Regions from separate parts of the Sus scrofa genome. Here region 2 is linked to region 1. The links are chromatin contacts, called in public Hi-C maps. All regions are on one chromosome and are shown on one strand. The core of a region is the stretch at or near the end of the contact, and the rest is flanking DNA. Distances in the headings are between cores, read along the strand shown. Region 1 has its middle 50 kb from the start of LRRC52. Region 2 overlaps RXRG (retinoid X receptor gamma).

Evidence for each region. A called contact is a pair of places that touch in the nucleus more often than the background predicts.
Region 2: a contact with region 1 is called in a Hi-C map of skeletal muscle, with 4 times the contacts expected there. The contact joins two enhancer-like sites. A contact is called at or near these places in 5 of 47 Hi-C or Micro-C datasets (heart right ventricle and skeletal muscle) and 1 of 2 datasets of contacts at active chromatin or transcription factors (skeletal muscle).

Annotation. Positions count from the first base shown.
Region 1 is chr4:85,253,526-85,258,860 of Sscrofa11.1, forward strand. It overlaps a transcript of RXRG not described here. Among named protein-coding and RNA genes, the nearest start is that of LRRC52, 50 kb to the left of the region's middle. Within about 2 kb of position 2,371, at least 3 of the 83 cell types and tissues checked have an H3K27ac peak or open chromatin away from gene starts, as enhancers often do. A contact at or near this core is called in skeletal muscle, where this site is marked.
Region 2 is chr4:85,350,979-85,356,313 of Sscrofa11.1, forward strand. All of the region lies in intron 9 of RXRG (retinoid X receptor gamma), which reads left to right. Among named protein-coding and RNA genes, the nearest start is that of MIR9849, 19 kb to the left of the region's middle. Within about 2 kb of position 2,308, at least 13 of the 83 cell types and tissues checked have an H3K27ac peak or open chromatin away from gene starts, as enhancers often do. A contact at or near this core is called in skeletal muscle, where this site is marked.

The DNA of each region.
Region 1 (5,335 bases), core at 1,121-3,620:
TGATGGGAACCCCGAGAATAGATTTTATGTGAGGGCTCCCCAGTTACATTCCCAACCTTATATTCAAATCCATCACCTTGATTTATGCATTTGTTTTACTTCTGAAATGTACTTGGGGAACTATGTTTGGAAGCCGAGCTTCAGAAAAGGAATTCTATTCAAAATAAAGAACCATGGATTTCCTGTTGTGGCTCAGCAGTAACAAACCCATCTAGTGTCCATGAGGTTACGGGTTTGATCCATGGCCTCACTCAGTGAGTTAAGGATCTGATGTTGCTGTGGAGATCTGGTGAGCTGTGGTGTGGGTCGAAGATGCGGCTCGGATCCTGCATTGCTGTGGCTGTGGCATAGGCCAGCAGCTGCAGCTCTGATTTGCCCCCTAGCCTGGGAACTTCCACATGCCGTGGGTGTGGCTGTAAAAAAGCCAGAACAAGAACAAAAAATAGAGAATAAATACAGAGCCAACTGTCTGGGTTTGCCCAGGACTGATCTAGTTTTAGCACTAAAAGTCCCCCATCCTGGAAAGCCCCTCAGTCCCAGGCAAACCAGAACAGTCGCTTACCCTAAAGAGCTACAGTAAAATGCTGCAAAAAAGACTGTGACTCAGTACTGATGAATTTCATAGCAGGGAGATATGATGTTTACTGGGTGAAAATGAGGTGATGAGCTTTCCTCTATATAGTTTTAGGGTATCATACATGAGACCAAATATAGTGCGCATTTCCTTTCATGAAGCCTAACTTGTCGACCTATGAAAGACAGGAGGCAGAAAACTAATAAAAGTAATGACAAGTAACATATTGGGCACTTTCCATAGGCTAGACACTGTTCTAAAAGCTTTCTGTAAATTAGATCATTTAATCCTCACAACCACCTTATTATAGTCATCCACATTTTACAGATGGAAAAATGGAGGCACAGAGATCATATACAAAATAAATGTATAATGTGGAACTGGGATTGGAACTCAGACTGCTTGGGTCCAAAGTCTATGCTTTCTAATATTTCTTATATATAATTACTCATCTTTGCTGAGTTCCTACTATGTACCAAACATCATGCCAACTATGCTTTCCCTTAAGTATCTCATTTAACCCTGATAGTAGTCTGTCTGGGTGGAGATTGGTTCACTCATTCATCCTTTTTCAACTAATATTTGTTGAGCTTATTTTTGTTCAAGAATTATAATGTTTTTACAGATGAAGGAGGGTGAGAGTTTAGACCAGAATAGTAGCCGTGAACATGGAAAATGGAAATGAGAGGCAAGATTCAAGAAAAAATTTTGCAGTAAAAACATCAGACCATGTGATTGATTTGACATGATAAATGTGGAAAATGAAGTAGTCAAGGATGATGCTGAGATTTTTTTTACCTGAGGAACTGGATGGATGGTAATCCACCAATCAAAAGCAAGACTACAACAGAATAACCATCATTAAAAAGTCTGCAAATAACAAATGCTGGAGAGGGTGTGGAGAAAAGGGAACACTCCTGCACTGTTAGTGGGAATGTCAATTGGTGCAGCCACGATGGAGAAGAATATGGAGATTCTTTAAAAAACTAAAAATTGAGTTGCCATATCATCCAGCAATCCCACTCCTGGGCATATATTTGGAGAAAACCATAATTTGAAAAGATACATGTGTCCCAATATTCACTGCAGCACTATTTTACAATAGCCAAGACATAGAAGTAGCCTAAAGGTCTATCGATAAAGAAGATGTGGTATATAAATACAATGGAATACTTTTCAGCCATAAAGAAGAATTAAATAATGCCATTTGTAGCAACATGGATGAACCTGGAGATTATCATACTGAGTGAAGTAAATCAGAGCAAGACAAATATCATATGGTATCACTTATATGTGGAATCTATAAAGCAAATACTCAGAGACATAGAAAACAAACTTATGGTTACTAAAGGGGAAAGGAGGGAGAGGGATAAATGAGAAATTTGGGATTGAAAGATTCATAATACTGCATATAAAATAAACAAGGACCTACTCTATAGCACAGGAAACCATATTCAATATCTTATTGTAAACCATAATGGAAAAGAATCTGAAAAGGATTTTATATTTATATCTATATGTATGACTGAGTCACTGTGCCATATACCTAAAACACTGTAAATCAGCTGTACTTCAATTAATTAAACAGCTGCAATTTCTCAAGAACCTCCTGTGTTTCGGCATTCACGTTGCCATAATCCTTACGGTACTACTGTGAAGTAAGTGGCCTTTCCCCATCTTACAGTGGAAGAGACTGAGGATCAGAAAGTTGCGTAACTTGCTTAAGTGAGAAGGCAGAGGACTTGGGAAGTGAACCAAGGTTAGTCTTACGTCAACTCCCACGCTCTTCACCAGCGAGCTACACAGCTGGACCATGCCAATAGCGCAGTGTCTGCAGGCATCCAGCATTCTAGTCCGGTTTGTAAAGTCACCAGTTTCTGCTCCCCGCCTGTGACCTAGTGCTATTCCTGGCCTCTGTATTTCTTGGGGGTGCTTCATCTCCTGTGTTACCAGGGTGGGCCTGGCCTGGAAGTAAGACTTGCTCACTCTTCTTGAGGGTTGGAGATTCCTCTGGACATTTTCCCTGGGCGGAGGAGGGGTGGGGCCGGGGTAAGGATATAGTGGGTGACAGCTGGTGTAGTAGTTTGATAGCAGGCACACTAACTGACCTGCTTAGTGGGACATATTTAAATCTGTTCCTGACCTTTCCCCAGGCACTCTGCTTCCATCTTATATCTTGTTTCTCCTTCTGGTGTGAAGGATCTAGACCAGTTTAATGAATAATGACAAAACTCAAGAAATGTTCTTAGTAAGTCAGATTTTTATCTTGAGAATGGGGAGGATGTGGGGAGGCAGAAACACTAGGTGAATCCCATGTAAAGACCCAGGTGGCCCCTCTCACTTTTTCACACAGAAAATCTCCTTGGAAACCACAGTTTTGCAAAGCTACTTGAAAATGCAAAATTCTCTAAGCTATAAAATTTACTCCACTAGAATCAATCTAAGCCCTTGAGCCAGAGATGCAGGTTTTTGCCAGATGTGGTTTCCCCTTGCCATGTCAGCCTTCAGGTGGAAAAGCACTTGTTTAGTATTGAGAAGCTGTGTGAGAAGCTGTAGCAGAAAAGGGGTGCAGGTTGGAGCAATTAACTCTACAGTTCAGCCTACAAACCTGGATCTTTACTGCCCAGAGTGTCTAGATGTAACTACATTTATCCTGGTTTTTAATTGTGTGATTTCTCAGTGTCCAGAAATTTAGTTCAGTTCAAAATTTTTATTTAACTACTTGCTTTTTGGAACTGGCCTTGAACTAGTGATTCCTTCATTTTTTATTTTATTTTATTTTTCCTTTTTCTTTCCTGTTGCTTTGTTCTCCACAGGGTGTTGAAATGCAATGTGGAAGCCATCCTTTGAGGGCTTCCAGGATGGCTCTGGTTGTGGGAGCATAGTGACCTTGGGAGGTTGAGATGGACTCAGTTCTCCTGACATCATGTGGCTGGAGAAGCTCCAGCTCCCGAATTTTATCATGTTCTTTCACACTGGTGGTTCCACCAGCCCATGGGAAATTGGACTTAGGCGAGGCCACCTGGCAAAGAATCCAAACTGAAATAGGGATCAGCCCTTGAAGGCTGCGCTGTGAAAATGTACGTGGGCCCACAGCCCAGATGCCTAGAGGACACTGGGAAGGGTGGAAATGGGATCAAGGAAACTTTCAGCCACATGCTGAAAACACCATTTATTCAACTGGCTGTTCTTTATAGGCACTGAGGCTGGACTATGACAAGGACTCCTGAACATCTTCTCAGGTCCTTTAAAAATGTCAGAGGCACAGCATATCCAGGAACCAATTTTGAAAGCTGTTTTTCGTTTTTTGCTTGACAGATTTTTTTTGGCCACATCCACAGCATGCAGAAGTTCTCAGGGCAGGGACTGAAGCTGCTCCATAGCAGTGAGCTGAGCGACACCAGTGGCTATCTCAGATCCCTAACTGCTAGGCCTCCAGGGAACTTGAGATTTTTAAAAAAGAAACTATGGCCCTTTGATGAGGCAAAGTAGCTAGCTTTGAGTGTGCTTCAGGGATGGATGTACCAATCATTGACTACTTACCTCTTCTAATAGCTCAGACACTCCTGGAAGCTGGGCCTCTTAAGCCCAAGGGAAGGCTGGAGCTAGAAATGGACCATCAGGATCATCATTGCTCTGGTTCTCAATTTAGTCCCACATTGGAATCCCTTGGGGATACTCTAGAAATACTGGTGGCCAGGCCCCATTCCAGATCAATCAAATCAGAATGCCTGGGGGAGCCACCTCGACACAGGTATATTTTAACACCTTCCTAAGCATTCTGCCACACAGCTGAGGTTAAGAAACACCAAGCTGGATGAGTTTCCATCTGAAGAAATTGAGGCTCAGAGAGATGGAAGATCTTGCCCAAATCAGGTAGCTAGTTCGTGTCAAAACCATGTGCAGTTGCCTATAAGCCATCTGTTTACCAATTAATGACTGCATTGGACGTCAGCAGATAGCCATGGAAACTTACTGTTTTTCATCCAGCCCCCCATATTGCCACACTGCAATGAAAATTCATAACCATGCTTACCAACAATACCCTTTAATCACAGTTCCTAGACAAGACTTCACGGTGTTCTGGTGTTCTCTGTTTGAAAAGTCTGAATTTCTTCTTAAAAAAAGGGAGAATCTAGGATGCAAATTTCAAGCCCTTTTAGAGAAGTTGCCTTATCTAGACTAATCATCTTCGACCCTGGCCATATCAGACTTAGCTGGAGAATTTAAAAACATAGTGTTGTTTGGGCCCCACCCCAAAGACTCTGATATAATTAGTCTGAGATGGGGGCAAAGCATGAACGTTTGCAAATACTCCTCAGCTGAGTCTCCCATGCAGCTTGGGTTGAGAACCACAGCACCTGATTATAAAAGAGGTGTCTGGGAGTTCCCGTCCTGGTACAGCAGAAACGAATTGACTAGGAACCATGAGGTTGCGGGTTCAATCCCTGGCCTCGCTCAGTGGGTCAAGGATCAGTGTTGCTGTGAGCTATGGTGTAGGTCGCAGACATGGCTTGGGTCCCATTTGCTGTGGTTGTGGTGTAGGCCGGCAGCTGTAGCTCCGATTAGACTACTAGCCTGGGAACCTCCATATGCCGTGGGTGCGGCCCTAAGAAGCAAAAAAAAAAAAAAAAAAAAAAAAAAGAGGGAAAGTAAGTATTTTGAAATACTTTGCCTAGGTATCTTTTTCTTCAATAGTCTCTATACTTTTTTCTTCACCTCTGCGACCTCATTATGGCTAAAGTAGAGATTTACCACTCC
Region 2 (5,335 bases), core at 1,058-3,557, 97 kb after region 1:
AGTTGCAGCTCCGATTTGACCCCTAGCCTGGGAACTTCCATATGCCATGGGTGTGGCCCTAAAAAAAAAAAAAAAAAAAAGAGAAAGAGAGAATATGATCCTTAAATTTCACAGAAAACTGATATGAAACTTGCAAAAAAAAAAAACTGCTTTAAAGGCATTAGTTTGTTTTTATTTTTTTTATTTTTGTGTGTGTGTGTCTTTTTTATTACTCAAATGAATTTATCACATCTGTAGTTGTATAATGATCATAACAATCTGATTTCACAGGATTTCCATCCCATAACCCAAGCACATCCCCCCACCCCTCAAACTGTCTCCTCCAGAGACCATAAGTTTTTCAATGTCTGTGAGTTGGCATCTGTTCTGCAAAGAAGTTCAGTCTGTCCTTTTTTCAGATTCCACATGTCAGTGAAAGCATTTGATGTTGGTGTCTCATTGTATGGCTGACTTCACTTAGATGATAGTTTCTAGGTCCATCCATGTTGCAAAAAATGCTGGTATTTCGTTTATTTTAATGGCTGAGTAATATTCCATTGTGTATATGTTCCACATCTTCTTGATCCACTCCTCTGTCGTTGGACATTTAGGTTGTTTCCATGTCTTGGCTATTGCAAATAGTGCTGAAATGAACATTGGAGTACATGTGTCTTTGTGAGTTGTGGTTTTCTCTGGATAGATGCCCAAGAGTGGGATTGTTCCTCAGAAAACTAAAAACAGAACTACCGTTTGTTTTTAGAATTATATATGCTCCCTATTCTCATTGATGATTTTTATCCCTCCATGAAGTCTAATTTCCACTAGCCCATTTTTCCTGGACCATAAGCCGCTATCTATCCATTGGCCAGAAGCTCTGTTTTTTATCAGAGGCAATGACTACATCTGAGTGAATGGGGTTCAGCCCCTTGGTACGATAAATGTTCAGGCCTTGTGTGGTAGGGAGAGGAAGTTGTGACAACAGCTTCCCAGTGTCAGTAGTTAACACACCACAGGTTTCTTTCGTTCTCACAAATCAGTCCTGGGTCATCAATCTAGAGCAGTGACTCTCTTCCACACCATCACTCAGGGACCAGCCTCCTTCCTTCTTGTGGTTCCACCACGTCCCCAGCCACATTGTGTTTTGCATCCTGATGATGGAAGGGAAGCTGGGGGCATGGAGGTGAGATTATATGGGCAGCACCTAGATCTGGAAAGGGCCCCCTCCCTTGAGTCTCCTCCATTGGCTAAGACTTGGTCATGTGGACCAGCCAGCCAGCTGCAAAGGAGACTGGAGAATGTATGCTGCTGGATGCCAAGGAAGAAGGGGAGAATGGGTTTTGGTGGACACCGGCAGTCTCTCCTCCAGCTGTAGTGGGAGGGATTGAAAGAGCTTTACCTAACCTGCAGGGCCAGGCCACCAGCATCAGCTCAGCCTCTGGCCAATGGGAGCTGACCCCAAGCCCTGTGCTGGATGATATCCACCGAGTCTCCCAGCTGTAAGGATAGTTTACACCTGTTCTTTGTGTGTGCACATATTGTGTGCCAGGCATTAGGGCTAAGAAGGCTCATACTCATCTTTTTCCTGAAACTGGCTCTAGGTACTGCTGTTTATCTCTTAAAGAAACAAAACTCTCTCTTTTTTTTTTTCTCATTGTAAAAGCCAAGCATGCTTTGGCAGGAAATAAGGAAAATATTTTTTAAAAAATAAAATGAGTAATAAAAATTAATTGTAAATTTTGGAGGTATATTTCTTTATAGTACCTTTAAGTACCAATGTATGTATACATAGAAATATGTATTTATAGATATGAAGCCATACAGGTTGGTGTATTTTTTCCCTCTGTTAGCTATTTTAGGCATTTTATCAGATGTTGAAAAGTATAAAATGCTTGTTTTCAAAGATCGCGTAGTATTTCACAGGGTGGAGGAATCCTAATGCATTTAGTCATTGCCCCGTGGTTGATATTTAGATTGTTTCTAATGAATATCACTTTAAAGACTGTGGAACTTGTCTGTTTTCCCAGGAAGGCGGCTGCCAGGGGTCTGGGCTGCCTCCAGGCATTAGGGAGAGATGCCAACACTTGTTGCCTGGCCTCAGGCAGAGCCTGGAAGTTCAGGGAGGGCTGCAGAGACTGGCCTCTGCATGACTCCTAGGTGTGTCCAGTACAGCCTGGACAGAGGGTGACCACCCTGAGGTTGAGCAGGTCCCTCAGGGATGTCACCTGGCTCAACCAGGCAGGCAAGTGTGCCGAAGGTGGTCATCTCTGGTTTGCAGAAAGTGGTTAAAGGAGTTGCAGGCACAAAGGGCCCGCCAAGGCCATTTTCTCAGTGGTGAAGGGCTGCCCCTCCGTGGAGACTTTTCAGAAGTGCACCTCCGGGGTGAGTGAGTGCTGCTTCCTCCAGTCAAAAAAGCAGAGATCAAACCCAGGAGGGGGCGGAGCTTGCGACAACCTTCTCTCCCGGCCGGGGGGCGGGCAGAACAGGTGCTTTCACAGGCTTCGAGTCCCCCTCGCTGCCAACCCTGTGAATGAGGAATGTAGCAGCTCTGACTATTAGTGGGTGTGTTTATAGTCCTGACCTCAGCTTCTAAACCCGGGAAGGCCAGCAAAGAGTGGTGTTAGAGCATGGTTAGCTTTTTACACGTTGTAAAACTTTGGCCTTTCTGGAGTGAAAAAAATTCACCCTTGGAGCTCATCTCGGCCAAACTTCTCACTTTACAGAGAAGCCATTTCCTTTGCCTAAGTCTATAAAACTCTCACAGCAGAGTCACGATTAGGAGTTCAGTCTCCTGATTCTTTATCTAACAGCCTCTTCCCTGCACAGTGATACTATTCAGATGCACTCAGAGGTTTACATTAACATTTTTGAAGGTTTGTGTTGGCTTTGGTATAGACCTTTAATTTTTCCACGTAAGGAAGTAATTCTTACCTTTTGAGGTGGTGCCTCTTTCTCTTTCTTTCTTTCTTTCTTTCTTTCTTTCTTTCTTTCTTTCTTTCTTTCTTTCTTTTTGTCACATTTCTTTAAACCTTGGTGCAGTGTGAATATAGACCTATACCCATTCTCAAGGGGTATTAAAAGTCCAATCTGAAAACTTTGCATGAAATAATGTCATGACATCCAATGAAGATCCAGCCCCACGGGGAGTTGCTGGTTTAAGGCCTTAGTAACTAGCAGGATTTCGGCTTTTGTACTTCTTATTGGAAGTTGTGAGTACAGTTGTTTGATTTCCAGTCATTATCATGAATAACATTAAAAATGATCTTCATTGGCAAAAAGGATTTTGAGAGAAGAAGGATCAGAGAAACAGGTTGGAAATGTGGCAGATCGAGGTGCCTGAGTGTAGGTGTGAAGCTGATTCCTTCACACACGAGTCTCTCTCCCTTTGGTGAGTCTCACAGCTAAGGTCCTTAGTTATAGAAGAGTGTGTATACACATGCATGTATGTGAGAGTGTGGGAGGGCAGGTGAGAATGGAGGAGGGGAGTGACTCAGCAGTAATGAACCTGACTAGCATCCACGAGGATTCAGGTTTGATCTCCGCTTCACTCAGGGGTTAAGGATCCAGCCTGGTTGTGAGCTGTGATATAGGTCATAGACACGGCTCAGATCCTGCATTGCTGTGGTAGTGGTGTAGGCCAGCAGCTGCAGCTCCAATTCGACCCCTGGCCTGGAAACTTCCATATGCTGCAGGTTCGGCCCTAAAAAAAAAAGACAGAGAGAGAGAGAGCGGGAGAGAATAGAGAAGAATGTGTGTGTAAAACATACATGTGTGAACATGTGCAAGCTCATGTGTGAGGGTGGTAAGCGTGTAAGTGAACTGTGTGCATGTGTGTGTATATGTGAGAGTGGTGAGGCTTGTGTGTACACATGTGTGGGAGGCATGTGTGAGTGTGTGTGCATGCACTCGTGTGTTGGTATTATCTTCCCAAACAGATTGTGGGCACCTCAGGAATGGAGACTGGTATAATTTAAAGGTAAGAACATCCATGCTGCTGCAAATAGTGTTATTTCATTTTTTATGGTTGAGTAGTATTCCATTGCATACATGTACCACATCTTTATCCGTTCAGCTGTCAATGGACGTTTAGGTTGTTTCCATGTCTTGGCTATTGTAAATAGAGCTTCCGTGAACACTGGGGTGTATATGTCTTTTCAGATTAGAGTTTTCTTCAGACATATGCCCAGGAGTGGATCATATGGTGGTTCGATTTTCTTTTCTTTTCTTTTTTTTTTCTTTTTTTTTTTTTTTTAAGGAACCTCCATACTGTTCGCCATAGTGGCTAGAGAGTATCCTATTAAGTAAAGTAAGTCAGACAGAGAAAGACAAATATCATATGCTATCACTTAACATGTGGAATCTAAAAAAAAGCATACAAATGTACCTATTTACAAAACAGAAATAGATCGTCAGACATAGAAAACAAACTTATGGTTACCAAAGGGGAAAGGAGGAGGAGGGATAAATTAGGAGGTTGTGATTAACGAATACACACTACTACATATAAAAGAGGTAAACAAGGTCCTACTGTACAGCACAGAGAACTCTACTTAACATCGTGTAATAAACTATAACGGAAAAGAATCTAAAAATGAATATGTATAAATGCACATATGTATGTATAACCGAATCACTTCACTGTACACCTGAAACTAACACAAGATTATAAATCAACTCTATTTCAATAAAATTAAAAAAAAATAAAGTCACACTTCTCAGGCAAAAAACTAAATAAATAGAATTTAAAAATGAAGGTAAGCACAGACTAAGAAGCTGGTGTACAAAATGGTTATAAACTGGCCACAGAAATGTGGTAACTGAGACACAGTGAGGTCTCATTGCTTAAAACAAGTGTTCCTGTGGAGTTCCTGTTGGTGTTCAGCAGTAATGAATCCGACTAGTAACTATGAGGTTGCGGGTTTGATCCCTGGCCTTGCTCAGTGGGTTAAAGAACTGGCGTTGTCCTGAGCTGTGGTGTAGCTCGCAGATGCAGCTTGGATCCTGTGTTGCTCCGGCTGTGGCTGTTGCCGGCAGCAGTAGCTCTGATTCGACCCCTAGCCTGGGAACTTCCATATGCTGCAGGTGTGGCCTTAAAAAAGCAAAAAAAAAAAAAAAAAGTGTCTGTGGTGTGAGGAAAGCATGGTGTGGCAAGGAGGCAAGGAGATGAGAACTGCTGGTTCAAAATCGGGGGCTGGTCCTGGACCCCAGAACCTCCTGCAGTGCCTGGGGCATGGTGCATGAAGACCTTCGTCCAGTGGATACATCTGTGGAGTCTTCGCATCTGCTGTGCAGTGTGCTCTATTCTAAGGGCTTCAGCACATCTGCCCAGGAGCCCTTGGGCACAGGGCATGAAAGGAAC